Regions from separate parts of the Capsicum annuum genome. Here region 2 is linked to region 1. A link is a contact called in public Hi-C data. All regions are on one chromosome and are shown on one strand. Each heading gives the region's core, a stretch centred on a gene start, on an enhancer-like site or on the middle of the called end of the contact. The rest is flanking DNA. Distances are from core to core; before and after follow the strand shown.

Region 1 (3,067 bases), core at 249-2,748:
AGTCAAATATTTAACGAAGCGGTATTTTTTAGCTAAAAAACTAACGAAGGATATTTTTGCTCTATTTCAGATAATTCTGGGGTAATTTTTGGCCCTTTATTACTACTTTTTGTATGAACAAAATTTAAGCGATAGCCTATATTATGTAAGGACAACTTTCTATCAGCATAGCAACCGTGTGAAAACAATTGCATCTGGTGTCCACCTAAACTATTGTCCACCTAAACTAAGGAGAATTATTTTGCAGATATGATTCGATATTGAAGAAATAAGAAAAAGAGTAAGAGCATAAAAAGGGAAGAAAAAAAAAAGCATACATCCTGTTATTGTTGTTAATAACATATAGGGGTGCAAAACTTGGCATTCGATATATCACTACGTGATGATAAATAACACGTTATTGTCGAGCAAAATATTATTTCACCTTCTTTCTCTTTTTTAATCTCTCTAACATATTAAGAAACATTTTTTTTTTTTAAAAAAGGCCAAATCCATCGACAGACCCTCAAACTTGTCCCAAAAATTTACTTAGACCCCTTAGCTAAGATTTGTACCTATCAGACACCTCAACTGCTTAAATTGATACCTATCAGACACAAAATGTTGATTTGGCAAGGATAGTGTGTGGCGCGTGAGTTGAAGAAAAAATATTATTTTACTTTTTTTAATTAAAAAATTTATACTTTTATTATTTTATTAATATAATTTTTAAATTTTCAAATAAAAAAGAAAAAGAAAAGAACATACCCCCTCCCCCTCCGTTCATCATCTTCACTGCCCCCCACCCCACCCGCGAGCGTCATCATCTTCACTGCACCCTGCCCCACCCCAGTTCATCATCTTCAACCCCTACCCCGTCATCATCGTCTTGACCCACACACCTCGTCGTCTTCTTCATAATAAAGAAAAGCAAGATCTAACAATATTTTCAATCAATCTCATCTTCGAAAAATCAAGAAACCCAGAATTGAGAAAACAGCAACACTACCAATCACGCGATGGTAACGACAAATTCTTCTATCCGCAGATAGATTATTAACAAAATTTTATGTCGAATATCTCAAATAACATCCCGCAATTAAAGCTCTAGCTTCTCTGCTCGAAAAACTCCCTTTGAAATCTCTACTTGCTTTGTCCAAACATTCTCTGCAACCTTTACTACTCAAAGTTTTCCAACACCGTACCAATCCATAAACTCCATTCAAATGCATCGATGCATAACCGTCGTTCACCACCGCTGTCTTCGTCAATTTGTCAATCAAATTTCCAGCTGATGCGTCAATAATCATCTAATTGATTGTTTGTTTGTTGGAATTGAATAAAAATTTATCATCTTCATCTACTTTTCCATTGAAGTTGTCATCTTCATCATCTGACTCCATTGAAGAACAACAATTGAATGCTTTGGTCTACTCGTGGCGGAAATTACCATTGAACAAGAACAAAAATGTCGATATTGTTGCTGCGACTATGTGTGTGCGTGAACTATCTAGGTGTGTGTGTGTGTGAACTGTGTGTGTGCGAGGGGGAGAGGGGGTTTGAAGATGACGACTGTGGAGGGGTGTTGCTGGGACTGTGTGTGTGTGTGTGAATTGTGTATGTGCGAGGAGGAGGGGGTGCGAAGATGACGACTGTGGAGGGGGGGGGGGGGGCGGGGGGGGGGGGGGGGGGGGGGGTTGGGAAGATGACAAGGGGGGGGGGGGGGGGGGGTTTTGCTTTTTTTCTTTTTAATTAAAAAATTATTATTACATAGATATTTAAATAAAAATATTGCCAAATCAGCAATTCCATCTTTTAATTTTTTTTGCCACATGTTTTTTTTCAATTGGCCCTGTTTGCCACATCAGCGCGTGTGTGTTGCACACACTTGAGCCTTTTGCTGATTGGGAAAAAATTGCTCAATTGGAATCAAATTGGGGGGTTTAGGGGTTTAATAGGTACAAGCCTTAGTTTAGAGACCTAAATGAATTTTAGAGATAAGTTTGAGGGGCTATCGATGGATTTAGCCAAAAAAAATTAATCATCAAAGGAAATATTTAACCCACATTTCCATTGAAAGGGTTGGCATTAAAGAATACAAAATCACACAGTTATAAATCTAACCATAGAAACATCACCATGCATGTTTATAACTCATCTGAACACATAATTAAGGTAAACAAAGTTAAAAGTAAAATTATTAATATAAAACGGCATGTAAAGTAAAGTATCTCTTGCGTGATTGGATGTATATTCAATATATCGATTAATTAGCATACAAAATACATAAGAAAGAATACATTAGTGAAAAATAGCAGTTAATGTCAAAAGTAAAGTCATGGTAAAAAATTATTGACTTTGCTACACGATATCAGTGTAAAGACGAAAGCACAATCATGATTGGACTTTGCTAGATGAGCACCGAAATAATGCAGAGTCTAGATGCACCAGTTTACAAAAACAAAATTAAGAATGATGAATCATCAAAATTATACATGCAATATCTCGATAGATATTCCTAGAAAACACCAGAAAGCAATAAGATAAAGACAAAAAATCGAGCTTAATTATAAATTAAAGAGACAAAACAACATTGTCTAATTTGATATCTTTGATGTCTTCTTTTCTTGAGTAAAACAGAGTATACAACGGAGATTTTATTAATTGCACCAATTATTATATACTTTTATAAGATCTGATTTTTTAACTTCACTATATAAAATTGTACTATATTTTTTAAAGGTAAATGATATCTTTAGTTCATCATAGCTTCTTTTCATGTCTTATATTTTTTCAGCCTTTCTGTGTCTCATTCCAGTTCAAATTGAATAGGTCAAGTACTTGAATACTTTAATAGCTCATTTGGATTGACTTTTTGTAAATTTCTATGGCCACATAATTAATTTATTTGGTGGTTTAATAATAATTGAATATGTTAAATCTTAAATCTGTACGGGGAAGTTATCTAGTAGGATTAAACTATTGACTAATCTAGGATAATTACTAACTCCTAGTAGGATAATTACTGTCTGTTAGTGAGATAATTATTTATCCACAAATCACGTTGATGGAACGTGAAAATATAACC
Region 2 (3,067 bases), core at 290-2,789, 140 kb after region 1:
AGAAAATGACAAAAATGGTTCCTTATTTTTAGGATAAGTTTAAAATAGATTTTTAAAGTATCTATGATAATTTTAATCTTTTAAGTTTGTCAAAAATTAACATCTTTTAAATACATATTTTGTTAAATTTGACGGAAACAGAGAAATCAATCATAAATATTAAAAAAGTTTCATTAAATCTTAAAATATGCAAGATGAAAAGTTGCATTAGAGACTAAAATGATATAAGAAAATAATACTAGAAGTTACGGTTCAAAAGCTGCTAGCCGTAAAAATAAATCAAAAACAGCGGAAATTACAAAAGATTTACTTCTAAATCTCAATTCCCACTTTTAACCAAAAAAATAAAATAAAATTCTCAATTCCCACTAATTCTTTTGCTTTTCTACTATTTCCCCAAATCTAACTCATAGATTTTGATAAATATTTAACACGTACTAAAATTATTAAATTTTAGCAAACTTAAAAAATCAAAATTGACATATCTTGAAACATAAATCTATTATTATCACTTTTCCTCACCAAAATTGTTGATGGTTTGAGGCTTTGAGCATGCCCTTGGTTGCTATTGGTTTATCACGTGTACTAAATTTTGACTAAGAAGTGCCTAATATAAGTAGATATTTTATTAAAATAAATCATATTCATATTTGATTAGGAATAGAGATATCAAGAAAAAGTAGGAGTAACCGTGATAGAAGAAAAAATGGGAGAAATAAGGTTGAGTTAGTTCAGATATATGTAGAGGAGACACATGAATTTGCCTAATGTGAAGGTATAAGAGGTTAACTATGGATATTAAGAGAGGTAGAGGTAGATCAAGAAATATTAAGGTGAGGTGATTAGATATGAAGTGACCCAGTTTCATTTTACCTAGCACATGATCTTGAATAGAAATTTATGGAGAATGCAAATTAGAGTAGAAGATTAGTTAGATAATTAGATGTTGTCGCACTTATTCTTCTATATTATTAGTCATAGTATTATCTATGATTTTTATGTACTTTGATTATCATTTTATCTTGGTATAACTAATGTTTAGGATAATCTGTCAAAGTGTTTATAATAATTTTTAACATGACATTTTCATTTTCATTATTTCTTTCTCTATATTGATTTGATTTTTTTTTTTTTATTGAGATGAATATCCAAGGTGGACTTAGATTCAAGATTATGGTGCTCCGACACCCATTAAACCCCATATAGAATCGGTATAATTATATAAATAAAATGTATAAAAATTAAAATAAGATGGGAAAACACTAATTAATATATATAAAAATTAAAATAAGATGAGAAAACACTAATAAAATCAAGAAGACAGACGAGTGATTTAATTTTTAGACGAAACTTCAAAATTTTTGAGTATTAGTATACATATTTGAACCTTCAAAATATCCAAACTTTTAAATCTTCCACCCGGTATGTATCAAAAACAACCTCTGCACGTTGCCTCTATCGAGCTCTACTCTCTGTTGTCGACTAGTTTAATATGTATTCCGCATGAACTTTTACGGTGGGCAGGGCAGGGTAGGGTTCGTGAAGCACGCGCATACATCTTTATTGTAATTTTTAGGATTAAATATACAAATACAATATGGGGGGACTGGCCCCGACTGGGAAAGTATGTGTAGCACACTGCACCACTGTTTATTTGGACTTTATCCTCCCCTTTTAAAGCAGCCAGCACAAATACCCATCAAAGTTGGTGTATCACTAATCCACTTCCTTTCATCTCCAACATACACCCCCACCCCCACAACGTGCTTGTCAGCGTTATAAAGGTTTTCTTCCTCCTACTTTTTTGACTGTCTAGTCTTACCGTATTAAAAGTGTGACATTGTTTAAGTAATTTGAAGAGGGTAAGATTAACTATGAGAACAAACCCAAGAACGTAGCAAATGGGCAATTGTGGTACTAGAGAAGAATCTGCTGTTGTCTCCAACGCTCATCATCAAGGTTATTTCTTTTCTGATTTATCAGATCTGTTTTCACTATTAATTTGAAATATCTCTTGACCATAATTTCCTTTTTTGTGTTTGATACTGCAGTTCAGCATCAACAAGGGATATCGTTGGCAAGCAGAATAGGTGCTGACTCGAAGAAGCACAGTCATAGTCGCTCTACTTCAGATCTGAGTGATCCTTCGACTCCGAGAAACTTAGAGGATTTTAGAAAGAATGCTATTCTGTATACTCACATAATTGCCTTCACTCTTTTTGAGCTGGAAACAATTACTAAAAGCTTCCGATCTGATTATATACTTGGTGAGGGTGGTTTTGGAACTGTGTACAAGGGCTACATTGATGAAAATGTCCGTGTTGGACTTAAGTCTCTCCCGGTTGCTGTTAAAGTCCTTAATAAAGAGGGACTTCAAGGACACAGGGAGTGGCTTACTGAGGTTAACTTTCTTGGACAGCTTAGGCATCCTAATCTTGTCAAATTGATTGGATATTGCTGTGAGGATGACCATCGTTTGCTCGTTTATGAGTTCATGTTCAGAGGAAGCCTCGAAAATCATCTCTTCCGAAGTATGTTGTTCCTCTTGTTTTGCTGCATTATGTCATGACTAACTTGATGGTTTTTTAATTTCTACTATGTTTACTGAATAAGATGGTGCTTAAAACATTGCTATGATATCTTTAGGTGCACGAGTGACAATCTCAAGTACATGTTATATTTGGTTAGCCTACTGCATATTGGCTTCTGCATTGTTGTTATCCCTATGTAACTTTGCCTCTATTGTCATTGCTTATGTCACCTTAGAATAAACTGCTTATACACAGTTATCTCATGTCATAAGCAACATTATTAGATTAAAACTGATATGAAATTTTCAACTCAAGAACAACTGTTAGCAACTTACCCCCTTCCCCCTAGAAAAAAACAATAAAAATGGGTACGCTTATCTTCATCAGTCCATGTGTAAGATTTTCAAGTTTGAGCTCCATGATGCAGCAGGCGTAATTCCTTAATATTCATGTGGGGACAACAAAAGTGGAAACTTGAGTCCCTGTGGTGGTATATTTGAGCCTCCAATCTCTTGTCTGTAGTGTCTTTTCTGGTC

The links. Hi-C and Micro-C count contacts between places; a contact is called where the count stands out from the background.
Region 2: a contact with region 1 is called in a Hi-C map of leaf, with 4 times the contacts expected there. The contact joins the promoter of LOC107845414 here to the enhancer-like site in region 1. A contact is called at or near these places in 3 of 5 Hi-C or Micro-C datasets (bud and leaf).

The regions. Positions count from the first base shown.
Region 1 is chr10:138,137,338-138,140,404 of UCD10Xv1.1, forward strand. No RefSeq gene overlaps it. Among protein-coding and RNA genes, the nearest start is that of LOC107845298, 51 kb to the left of the region's middle. Within about 2 kb of position 1,499, at least 4 of the 5 cell types and tissues checked have an H3K27ac peak or open chromatin away from gene starts, as enhancers often do. A contact at or near this core is called in bud and leaf, where this site is marked.
Region 2 is chr10:138,280,586-138,283,652 of UCD10Xv1.1, forward strand. LOC107845414 (probable serine/threonine-protein kinase PBL8) reads left to right here and starts at 1,540. Exons shown (of 5, transcript XM_016689712.2): 1 at 1,540-1,959; 2 at 2,052-2,531. The coding sequence starts at 1,902.